3 separate regions of the Gossypium hirsutum genome follow, and all the other regions are linked to region 1. A link is a contact called in public Hi-C data. All regions are on one chromosome and are shown on one strand. Each heading gives the region's core, a stretch centred on a gene start, on an enhancer-like site or on the middle of the called end of the contact. The rest is flanking DNA. Distances are from core to core; before and after follow the strand shown. Region 1 holds the start of LOC107926006. Region 2 holds the start of LOC107916681 (40S ribosomal protein S23). Region 3 holds the start of LOC107918620 (60S ribosomal protein L35).

Region 1 (3,841 bases), core at 187-2,686:
AGATAATATCAATAGAGTGGAATAAAGAGCTCATCAATACCTTCTCGACAGCAGATGCGGCTAGGATTTTGCAGATTCCCCTGGCAACAGAGCGACATGATGACATAGTGGTGTGGAGAGGTGAGCCTTCAGGAGAGTTCTCTGTCCGTAGCGCCTATAAACTATTACATAGAGGTAATTTTGATCCTACTTTAGATGAGTTACGGGCCACTTCTAAAAAATTATACAAAAAAACTTTGGAGCCTAAAGCTTCCTACTAAATTGAAAATTACAATATGGAGGATATCAAAGAATTTCATCCCTACTCTTGTGAACTTAAATCACAAAAGAAGAGTGTCCAACACGGGCTGCCCCAGATGCAATATAGATATCGTAACTATGGATCATGTTTCTCGAATATGTTCTGTTTCCGTAGAAGTTTGGTCTCTGTTAGGGATGCAATGGATCTTACAAAAACCAGACTTTGATAGTTTTACATGGCTTATCTAGGTTTTTGAAGAGAGCTCACTGTATCAAAGAAGGTTGTTTTGTTGCGCCCTTTTGGCCCTCTGGACGGATAGAAATAAAAGACTATATGAAGGAAAGACCCAATCAGCAAGGGAGATCTCTATATTCATATCTAGCTACATAAAAGAAATGGACGATTTAGAAGGAAGTGGACTTACAAGAAATGTTGATATAACGACCTGGGTACCCCCATCTGGCACAACCATAAAGATTAATTATGATGGGGCGTTTGACAAGCAAAGATCTCAATTGGCATCCGGAGTTGTAGCAAGGAATGGGGAGGATCGGGTCCTGATTGTAAGATCGAAACTGCATGAGAATGTTGGATCTGCTTTTGCAGCAGCGGCCCTGGCATGTTTATGTGCAATTCAAACAGGAATGGAGATGGGTTTATCAGAAACAATAATCGAAGAGGACGCGCTTTCAATAGTAAAAAAATGCAGGAATCATGTTATGGACAAATCAGAAATCGCTGCATATATACGAAATATTCACCTTATTGCGGAACATTTTCGATGGATTCACTTCAGACACATTAAGAAAGGAAGCAAATCGCTTTGCACATACCATAGCTACGGAGAGTCTAAGAAGGGAAGAACAATAATACCTGAATGGAACGGTCCCTGGCTTCACCTTGCGACAGATGGAAGAAGAATGGCTGCTAGAACTTAACTGAACAAGGGTTGGAAGTAGGTTTCATGGAGAGGAAAAGACAATGAAATGAATTAGAAATCGGGGTCTTTTCTGGTTATTGGAAACGGCAGGCTTGGGAAAGTGGAAAGCATTAATTATCACGGTTTCCAGTATGATTTGACTGGGCAAGTCTATCGATTTAGTTTTTTCAAATTAAACTTTGCTGATATTTTTTGTTTTCTTTGTTTTAGGCCTGCTTTGTTTTGTAATGTGACGTGGGTCTACTTTTTTGGGCCCAAATCTGTTTTTCTTTGTTTATTATTAATAAAGCCCAGTCAGTCTTTGCTTCAAAAAAAATAAATCTATTCTAAATTAAAAACTAATATAAATATAATAATATTAATAAAAAATAATATCAATAAAAATATTAAAATTTAATCAATAAAAATAAAATTAAAATCTAAATTCCCAAATCATAAAAAAAAATAAAACTTTAAATTTCAAATCGTTAAAATTAAACTTATTAATAATTTTATTAGTACTACATAATAAATCATGTTTAATCATTTGAGATAAGTACAACACTAGTTACTATACTATTAAATTAATATATTATGTCATGTTATACCTACAGAGCAAACCTCATGGTATACCCACAAAAGACTCAACACGTATCTCCTAACCGAGCTAGCGTTCTAGGGGATCATGCATGTCCAGCCTGCTAATTTGTGAACCTTGACCTAGCGAACCGTATGTATTGTATAGATCTACTAAGTACATGTGAGGTCTGTGTGTCACGGGTAGGGGTTTTCAGTCGGTTAACCGACCCAAAATAACATTAACCGAATTAACCGACCTTTCAAAATTTTTAATCATTAACCGAATCAAAATTTTTTCAAAAAAATTAACTGAACCAAAATTTTTTCAGTTAATTCAATCGGTTACCGAATTAACCGAAAATTATATGTTTTTTTATTTTTGGTTAAAAATTAACCGAATTAACCGAATTACTCGAATTAACCGAATTACTCGAATTACCCAAATTAACCGAATTGAATCACTACATAATTAAAAACATTACATAAGTCTTTGAATCACTACATAATTAAAAACATTACATAAGTCTTGAAATTAACACATAATTGAAATGTAAGTCTTTAATATTCTCCATTTGTATCCATTTCTTCTCTCCAAAAGATCTCCATTTGCATTAAAGCTACAAAAAAAAAAACATGTGCCTATTTATATATTATTTTTATTTTTATTTATTAAATTATTTGTTATTTTTATGATTGGGTTGGGTTGGGTAATTGGGTAATTGGGTAATTGGGTTGGGTTAGATACTTGGGTTTGGATTGGGTTTAGGTGAATAATGGGCCTATTTATATATATTATAGTTTTATTTATTAAATTTTTCGGTTGAACCGAAAAAATTTGGTTAATCGACCGATTAACTGAATTCGGTCGGTTAATCAAATTTTTCGATTTTACCCAAATTTTGCACACCCCTAGTCACGGGCCACAGTTCAAAGCCTGTGACTATTGCACAAGGTACATCCCATGGAGGTCTATCGATTAGATGGGGCTCACTTGACCCACGAGAATTGGCCTGATTCAAAGAACTGATGGAGAAGCCTATCTATTTGAAGCTTGGGTGGTCCAATGAAACAAATATGAAAAATTAGGCTACCATGGTAAAAGGGAAATTAATCATAAAAGATTAAGGGGAATAAAATTTGATAAGATTTGATTTGATTTTGTAATCTAAGAGATTATGTAAATCCCTTAATTATAGAAATGATTTGATATCATTCGTCGATGTAATTCAATCTATACCATCGGTTTTGGAGGAGCTCAACAATAAATAGAGAGCCTCCCCCTCAATTGTAAATCACCCATTATATCTATTGTATTCTTTATTTTTTAAGAGAAATAATAAATTGAAAGAAGTTACTCAAACACCTATCGTGTATTATTTTTCTATGGCTATTCTGTTCTTTTGAACATTCTTTTGGCTTGAGTTGCTTTCGTTATAATTTGGTGCCTTGGAGAAATTCTATAAGAATCCTCACTTTGCGAGTGTTAGACTGACTTAGGTGCATTTGAAAAGACGGAATCACCTAAGGCCACACAAATTGTGAGGCTAAAAGTCTAGCCCCTTGATAGTTGATATTAGAGTTAAGGTTGCGAAGGCACCGTTTGAGATGTAGAAAGAAGCTGTCAATCAGAATGAGCTAACAGAGTCCCACAGGAAGGTTAGAAAAGCAAGTCGATCGAGGGAATTGTTGTCGGCTTTAGAAGAATGAGTGGTTAATCTCGAGGAGCCCATGGGGGACGTGAGGGAGACACTTGAAGAGGTCGACGGACATACAGGCTGGTTTGATTCAATGACGGATAAGCTCAGGGACTTGGTGTTGGAGTCTCACGAGACCAATGTGAAAAAGATGTGAGGGCGCTCAAATCCACTAGGAATAAGCTGATAGAGAGGAATGATTCTCTCGAAGCCATGGTGATGCCTTTGAAAGAGGAAATAATGTCCATGATGAGGGCTTTGAGCACAATAATAGAGGAGCTCGAGGGATAACTTACCTTGTTTCGAGCAGTCGTTAGGAAATGAGTGTTGGGTACTACACTCAATTGCGAGGTAGTTGTCCTGAAGCTGAAAGAGTTTGTGGGGACAAGGTTTGCAGGAGATGTGGAC
Region 2 (3,992 bases), core at 243-2,742, 350 kb before region 1:
TTAAAATAATGGGTAAAGTATACCAATAACCACTCAATTTTGATATAAATGACAAAATAATCACTCAACTTTCAATTTAGTCAATAAATTTTCGAAAAATAACAAATCAGTCACCATTAACAATTTTTCATTACGGACGTAACGGAGTTGCCATTTTCCATTACAAACATAAAGGAACTATCATTTTCCATCCTTCTCTCCCCCTCCCCTCTTGTTTCCCTCCCCCTACCACTGCTCTCCCTTCCCTCTCCTTCTCCTCCACCGTCTCTTTCCATCTGCTAACCCACCCTTCAAGCCCTTTGGTTTTGTTTCCCAAAACCATGGTCCAGTTCTTCCCAACAAAAAATCTCAGTTAAATACATAAAAAGAAGGTCGTGTTCTTAATTTTTTCTACTTTAACAAGTTTCTAGATCCACAACTGCTCTAATTTTTTTAATTTGGATTGGGTAAGATGGGTTAAACAAAACCCTTATTTTATATTTCACAATTTCACTATCTTGTTGTTTCAAAATTCATTTGTTAGGTTTTTTACTTAGTCATTTGTATTATAGACAAATCACTATGATTATTATTGGGTAAGATGGGTTAAACAACAATGACTGTTGGTGTACTTTACCCTTATTATTATTAGGTAATGAAGAGTTCGGGCAATCAAATCACTATGATTTCAAAGCAATCAGAAAATGATGGATCCCGTTTTAAAGAAGCTCAAATTCTTTAAAAGTGTAAGCTCAAATCCATTTTTGTCAATATTTTATATATTTTTAGATATTTTCTTCCCTTTTTTTTCTTTGGATATGAGAAGAAAAACCTAGAAATAACTTCAAAATAACTTGTTTCTATCATTGTTGCTTCTGCCAAATTTGTTGAAGCTTCCATTTTGATAAGTAAAAGAAGAAGATGATGAGAGAAAGAGAGAAGCTTACTAGTAGTGATGCAGGAAGAGGAATGAAGTATTTAACTGAAAAAAATTAAGAATAGGACCTTTTTTATGCATTTAATTGGGATTTTTGGTTGGGAAGAACATGACCCATGGTTTTGGGAGACGAAAATCAATGGGTTTGAAGGGTGGGTGGGTTAGCAGAAGGAAAGGGACGGTGGGGGAGAGGGAGAGGGTCAAAGTAGGGAGAGGGACGATGGAGGAGAGGGAGAGAATCGGAGTTAGGGGATCGTGCGGAAGAGGGAGAGTGATGGGAAAGCCGTGGTAAGGGGAGGGAAACGAGAGGGGGGAGAGAAGAAGGGAAAATGACAGCTCTGTTAGTTCTGTAAAGGAGAATAGTTAATAGTGAATGATTTGTTATTTTTCGAAAATTTAGTAATTGAGATGAAAATTGAGTGAGTATTTTATTATTGAGATAAAGTTGTGTAACTATTGATTTACCTTACCCTAAAAAAATTTATACAAAATATTTTCAGCCCAACCCGTTTTGCGACCGAGTAAGGTAACTGAAAGCACCTATTTTAAATATTTATTATGGGTCCAAATTACAGTCCACTATATATCTATATATGCCCATCGTTTGTAGGGTTAGGGCCTTAAGCATCAGCTTCGGGGTTTATACTTCAAACTCAGCGGCCGCCGATTTTTCTCTGTCTTCGCCTCAATCTCTCTGGAAACCCTCGCCGCATTTGGAACCTCTCAGCCAATATGGGGTATGTTTTCTTGCTATCAATTTCAGCATAAATCTGTAGCTTGTTTCTTTTCTTAGCTTCCCCACCCTTTTTCTTTTTACTGTTTCAGCTGATCTTGCTTGTTTAATTAAATGATTTTTTATGAGAAGTATCGGCTTTCGGATGTGGGTTGTTGGGTCTCTAAGTCTTGTATTAATTCTACACTTTGAAAAGAAGATTGGGAAAAATGAGACTTTATACCTTTGAGTGCATTGCACCTGCTATTGATTTTAGATATTTTTTATTGGAAATTTGATTGCTGGTTTAGGCGTTTTAGCTTTAAGGTTGAAACAATGAGTTGGAATATGGATTTTGGTTTATGATTCTCTGTATGAATAATGATATGAGCTTCTTGAAAGCTAGAAAATTTTGCTTGTATTTGATTTTCCAAGGGTTTAGGAGTATTACATATGAATGGCAGTTGAACAATGCTTGTTTGAAATTACAAAATGTCGACTTTCACCTGAAGTGATGCAAACTCTTTCTGTCCTCCATCAAACACTTTTAAAAGCTACATAAGATTTACAAAGTTTGATGTTTAGAATTTTATATTTTGAGGAGTTCTAATTTATGAGATTAAGGTTAGATGGTAGACCTGTCAATTGGGCGATCAAGTTGTTTTGGATCAGGTCAATTCGGGTTTTAGGATTTTTGGGCCTCTTTTGGGTCTGGGTTAATTTTAGGTCCAAGTTAAGTCTTTCAAGTTTTCTGGGTTGGGTAATTATGCATTTGGGTCCACTCGGGTTCGGGTTGGATAGATTTTGGTTGTTTACTTTTAGGGTCAAATTGTGTTGGGTTTGTTTGGTTCAGGCATTTTGGGTTGATCGAGTTCTTAGATTCGTCTCAAAAGCAATAGGTCTAATTAAGGGTAATTCATTCAGGAAGACACGTGGTATGGGAGCTGGACGCAAGTTGAGGACCCACAGGAGGAGGCAACGGTGGGCCGATAAGGCATACAAAAAATCCAACCTTGGAAATGAATGGAAGAAGCCATTTGCTGGTTCTTCCCATGCCAAAGGCATTGTCCTTGAGAAGATGTAAGAATTCCCTATTCTTTTTTTTCATTTTTGGTGCTTTTGTTTTCATTGAACACTAATTCAGTATATGCACTAATGGCTTTATAACATCCAGAGGTATTGAAGCTAAGCAGCCGAACTCTGCTATTAGGAAGTGTGCTAGAGTTCAATTGATCAAGAATGGGAAGAAGATTGCGGCATTCGTCCCAAATGATGGTTGCTTAAACTACATTGAAGAGAATGTAAGTAGAACTTAAGTGAAATTGTATGATATAATTTTTTAAGCGTGTTAAGTAGGCCTATCAATTGGACAAGTTGGGTTGGTTGTGGATTAGATTATTTTAAATCGGACCAATTCAGGTTTTAAAAATATTTAGTCATTGTGTTTTGGGTCATTTTCATGTTTGAGTCATTTTGAGTCAGTGTTATCTAGGTTTGCACCTAGGTGCCTACATCACTTGCTTTAGCACTAGGCAACAAAAATGCCTCATTCTTTCAAGGACTCTCGCACGGCAATATAAGGATTCTAGCCGTAAAGAGTGCCCCTTGTGCCCTTGACAACATTGATTTGGGTTTGGTTCAATTTCAGGTTTGATCATTTTGGATTTGAATGTTTAGGATTTTGGTCTATTTGGGTGTGGGTTTGAGGCTTGGGTCTCTTATGGGTTTTAGGCTTAGTCTAGCAATGCTTCTCAAAAGTGTTTTTGGGAAAAAAGCACTTTTGGGGAGAAGCTAAAATTTTCAGCTTTTGAATATAGTGTTTTTGGGTTAATTTTTTGCCTGGAGAAGCGCTTTTTTAGGTCATTTCAAGATTAGTTTGCTTTGTATCAATTCGTTTTGAATTCAAGCTGTTTCAAGTTTAAGATGTTGACTTCTAATTGTCAAAATGAGTTGTATCTTGTTTGGGTTGAGCTGGTCGAGTTTTTGAGTTCGAATTAGAATTAGAATTGGCAAGTTTAATAATGTTAAGTGCATTAGGTTGCTGATACTTTTCCGATGATAATTGGCTTATGTAGGATGAGGTGTTGATTGCCGGATTTGGACGAAAGGGTCATGCTGTGGGTGATATTCCTGGTGTTAGGTTCAAGGTTGTGAAGGTATCGGGTGTTTCACTGTTGGCACTCTTCAAAGAGAAGAAAGAGAAGCCTAGATCATAAATTTTGAGAGAGGTCTCTCATCGTGTTCTGTTAGTTCTATTTATAACAAACTATAGAGATTTTTATTGCTATGTAGCTATTTGGTCAACCTGTTCACTTTATCTTAATATTTTGTGCTTTTGTACTGATGTTGATGCTTTGATGCTTT
Region 3 (4,305 bases), core at 1,621-4,120, 410 kb after region 1:
AAATCATAGATTAAGAGCTTATTTAACTATAAAAATAGGTTGAGGGCTTGTTTATTAAATAAAAAAGTGAGTTGAAGGGGAATAAAAAGAAAATAATAAATAAGGAGAGCTTAGAAGGCAATTAGCCACATTTCAATTTTAGTGCACCCCGCTGCAGCAATTCACTTTCAAAATCTGAAATGGTAAATTTGCATGTCAGGTCCTTGAAACTGCAGGTGGTCACATTTTAGTCCTTTGGCACCATTGGTGCCGCCAATCTCTTTGGCACCTTTAGTGCCACCAATGTGATTGGCCTGATCAGGCTGTTGTCAGTTTTTTTTTCTGTTTTTTGGTATATTTTGATAAATAAAAAAAATTATAATATTTTGGTAAATAAAAAAAGTTATAATATTTTGGTAAATTTTTATTTTTTTATATTATTTTTGTAAAAAACCCTGTTAAAAAGGATTTCTTAAGCCTTTGTTTTTTAATGATAAGGTTTTAATTAATGAAAAATATAATATTTTAAACTACTTATAATACCCTCCCACTCTCCATCAATATGGTTAACTAAAACTCCATTTTCTTCTTCACTAAAAGCTTCATCTTCTTCTTCTTCTTTACAATATACTCATTTTAAATTGTTAGAGTTTTGAAGAGCATCGAGAAAGTTAAAAACAATAAAAAAGAAGGTTCTCGCCAGTTATTAATTGTACTGGTTTGTTTCAGGTTAAAGATTTCGATGGGTATATTCAATTATATCATATGGCTTTTGTCCGGTGGAGTTCACGGCTGGAGGAAGTGACCGGACCAGCGCCGGAGATAGAGGCGGCTCAAGGGCTTGTTAGAAAAGGAAAAGAATAAGAACTGGGTTCGAAATAAATATCCAGAAACGAGGAAAGGAAATTTGAGACTTTATTTGTTTTGATTAAAAATCGTTTTTGAACTTTCCCCGTATTTTTAGTAAAACATTCAAGCTGAACAAAACAAAATAATACCAAAGTAAATTTTAGGGTAAAATGCCCTAAAATAAAATTGTAATATTAAAATATTTTCTAAAATAATAAATTATTAATATTGAATTATTTAATATAAATAATATTTAATTTTAATATTTAAAAATAAAAAATAAAAAATTATTATTACTATAATAATATTAGAGTTGATTCAAATTAATTTTTATAAAAAATAAAATTACTCAAAAAAAACACTCTTTCAAATGAATAACTAGTGCTTTTCGTAAGTCAATTTACAAAAAAAAGAAAACACCTTATTTTTCGTTTGTCTGTTGACCATGTGTTCTCCAAGAAACAAACACAAGGAAATACAAAAAACATTTTCCACAAATCAGTTTGTGAAACAAACAGAACCTATATGAACCCGGAGCTAGAGAATTACGGTGCCTTAAACAACGCAAAAAGAGAATTCCTTGCATGTACAAGTCAAAACACATTCTGAAATGTGAAATCATATTATAGCGCTCAAACAGATGTTCAAGGAAAACTAATAAAGGGGCAAAAATGATGCTCATATAACTGCATCTAAACCATAATTCTACTTTTTAGACTTTGATAGAACAAAAAGTAGCTCCTGCTTACACTTTAATGGCATATTTCCTTAGTGGGAAGTACATCTCCTCCTTCTTTTCACGCTGTGTCTTCAAAGATGCCTGCATATAAACCCAGAAAATCAAACTAGTAAATTAGACTATGATTGGAAAGAATGCAAGATGTCCCACGAATGTAGCATAAAGCACAACCTAAACTCTAGGTAAATCGAATTCCACACCAGTACTTAATTGGTTAATCGTGTTCCAACATCAGTACTTAATTCCGGCACCAATTCAACGTTAAATGCCCTATATACTTAATTGGTTGACCATAATATCTTTCAAATATGTACCTCCTTACACAAGCACTTGCCAATCACTCAGAAACCTTAAATCCTGTAACAAGATTTATTTCTTAGGACTAAAAATAAATATTGGCCATACCCATTCCCTCAAAAGAACAACTATTATTAGATCCATTTCATCCTGGGCTCAGCCATTTCAATCCCTCCCCTGTTTACTATCAATGTTATTGACCTTACCATAAACAAAGACAGCCAGCATTATCTGAAACTTGCTTTAAAATTTTCAGAGTTAACATCACAAATTCACCGTACCATCACATTAATATTTTAGGCGTTTTAACAACAAAATCTTCAATTATTTCATTAAGTTGAAAACAAAATCTAAATGGACCTGATGTTTAGTAAGGCGGCGGCGAATGGCACGAGTCTTCTTGGGACGGAGATCCAAAGGGAGGAACTTTTTCTTCTTATAAGCTTCTCTAAGCGCAGATTTTTGCTTCTGCGAAATCACCGTCAAAACCTGCGCGATCGATAACCTCACAACTTTTCTGCAATAAAAAAAAACCATACATTTCAGGATCAAAATCTGCACATGCAATTGGGAATTAAAGAGAAAAGGAGAGAGGAAAAAAAAGGGCTAATTCCTTACATCTTGGAGAGCTTATTAGGGGCGCCGCCTGTGACCTTAGCGACGCGGAGGATAGCAAGTTCAGCTTTCAAGTCCTTCAATTGGCTTAGCAGCTCCGTCTTGGACTTGTTCCTTAACTCGTGAACCTTTATACTCGCTTCAAAACCAAAAGTAAAAAATAAAATTTACGACGAATTAGCCATTGAAAATCACTTTGAAATTATAATGGAGGTGAATTTGAGCTTGTTTCTGTTACCCATTGTTGAGTTTTGCTGCCGCGGCTGCTTAATCTCTTCTCAGAAACCCTAGAATTTGAAAGGAAGAAATAGAACCTTTGGTTTTTACGACTTCGGAGCTGCAATTAGGCATTTTGGAGCGTTGCAATCTGGCAGGCTTTTCTTAAATTGGGCAATGTTTCTCGGCCCAACCAGACTTTTAAATTTGGGTTCAGACTTGGAAGTCCTTTTCTTTTAAGAGAGAAGAAATTAGTCCGTTAAGTTAAAACAATCCAAAAATTTACTCAACCGATTAATTTTATATTTTATTACATAAAGTTGTATTATTCACTCCGACTCAGATGATTTAGATTTTTTTTTCTACAAGTCGAATTTGTATTAGTTAATTTAATAATACACTAACAGTGTTAGCATAAATGTCATAATAAAATACATATTAATAGTTTAGATATTACATTAGACATTTTCAATATATATAATCATATAAGATATTTTATTAAAGTATAGGTACCATAATAAAAATAAATATTTATAGTTTAGGTACAACATTGGACATTTGCAAGTATAAATACCACATTAGATCTTTTGTAAAAGTATATGTACCAAATGTGGCATCATTCTTATAAAATTGATAATTGATAACTAACTGGCTTAACCTATTAATAGTACAAAGTCAAATTAAAATCAAATTAACTTACTCTTCGCTTAGCTTTCCCTCATCTTCTATAAAATTCCTTTTTTAGTTCTTTTCTCATTTTCTTGGGATTATAGAAGAATAAATATTTTTAACAAAAATGTTCAAAGTCAATGTCTTCGTCCAAAAACTTCAACATTTTAAGTAATTAGTTTTTAATATCATATATGTTGCATATGAATTTATGCATTTAATATTTAATTACTTTTTAAATATTATATTTTTAATTACAGTAATTAGTGTAAAACATTTTTTTTATTTGAACCATTGAATATAATAAAAATATATTAACTTATCAATTTTATTAGCCCTAATTTTTCAAATATTTTTTTTATAACAAAGTCAAACTTTAAAGTCTCACGTAGTCAAAATTTGAAATAAATTAATATGACCTTGTAAATTTCTTTTAAAGTATTTATAAAGTCATCAATTAATTAAAATGGCTAAATGCCTTTGAAAAATATTGATTCAAAGACCATTTTTACCTTATTGGGACACTTCTACTGATACAAGTGCATACTTGTATCGATAGAAATAAGTCAAAAAGCACCCTAAGCATTATTCTAGACTTCTATCGATACTTGGGGGCTACCGATACATCTGCAGTTCTATCGGTACTTAGGAGAAGTTCTACTGACAAAAGTGAGTCAGTAAGCATTTTTGGGTTCCCATGCACCTTTTATTGATACATATATCGCTACAAGTATGAATCCTTGAAACCCTCAGACTTCTACCAATACATCAAGCTCCAACAGTCACATTTTTTAAGACTTTTACCGGCACAAGTCCACTTGTACCAATACAAGTGGTTTGCAGTCTACAATTAATGCTCAAATTTAATGTTGTAATGACTTTAATTTACTCTCAACGTCTCAAAATGTCCTCAAGGTTTTTAGAAGGCATAAATGCAAGTC

Evidence for each region. A called contact is a pair of places that touch in the nucleus more often than the background predicts.
Region 2: a Hi-C map of leaf shows a contact between it and region 1, with 2.1 times the contacts expected there. The contact joins the promoter of LOC107916681 here to the promoter of LOC107926006 in region 1. A contact is called at or near these places in 6 of 34 Hi-C or Micro-C datasets (leaf and petal).
Region 3: a contact with region 1 is called in a Hi-C map of leaf, with 2.1 times the contacts expected there. The contact joins the promoter of LOC107918620 here to the promoter of LOC107926006 in region 1. A contact is called at or near these places in 2 of 34 Hi-C or Micro-C datasets (both in leaf).

The regions. Positions count from the first base shown.
Region 1 is chrD13:26,593,175-26,597,015 of Gossypium_hirsutum_v2.1, forward strand. It overlaps LOC107926006, which reads right to left and starts at 1,437. Exons shown (of 3, transcript XR_005922853.1): 1 at 666-1,437; 2 at 1-570.
Region 2 is chrD13:26,244,221-26,248,212 of Gossypium_hirsutum_v2.1, forward strand. It overlaps LOC107916681 (40S ribosomal protein S23), which reads left to right and starts at 1,493. Exons shown (of 4, transcript XM_016846015.2): 1 at 1,493-1,653; 2 at 2,553-2,708; 3 at 2,803-2,929; 4 at 3,704-3,972. The coding sequence starts at 1,649. The coding sequence ends at 3,844.
Region 3 is chrD13:27,001,355-27,005,659 of Gossypium_hirsutum_v2.1, forward strand. LOC107918620 (60S ribosomal protein L35) reads right to left here and starts at 2,871. Exons shown (of 4, transcript XM_016848211.2): 1 at 2,718-2,871; 2 at 2,483-2,618; 3 at 2,225-2,381; 4 at 1,367-1,648. The coding sequence starts at 2,721. The coding sequence ends at 1,574.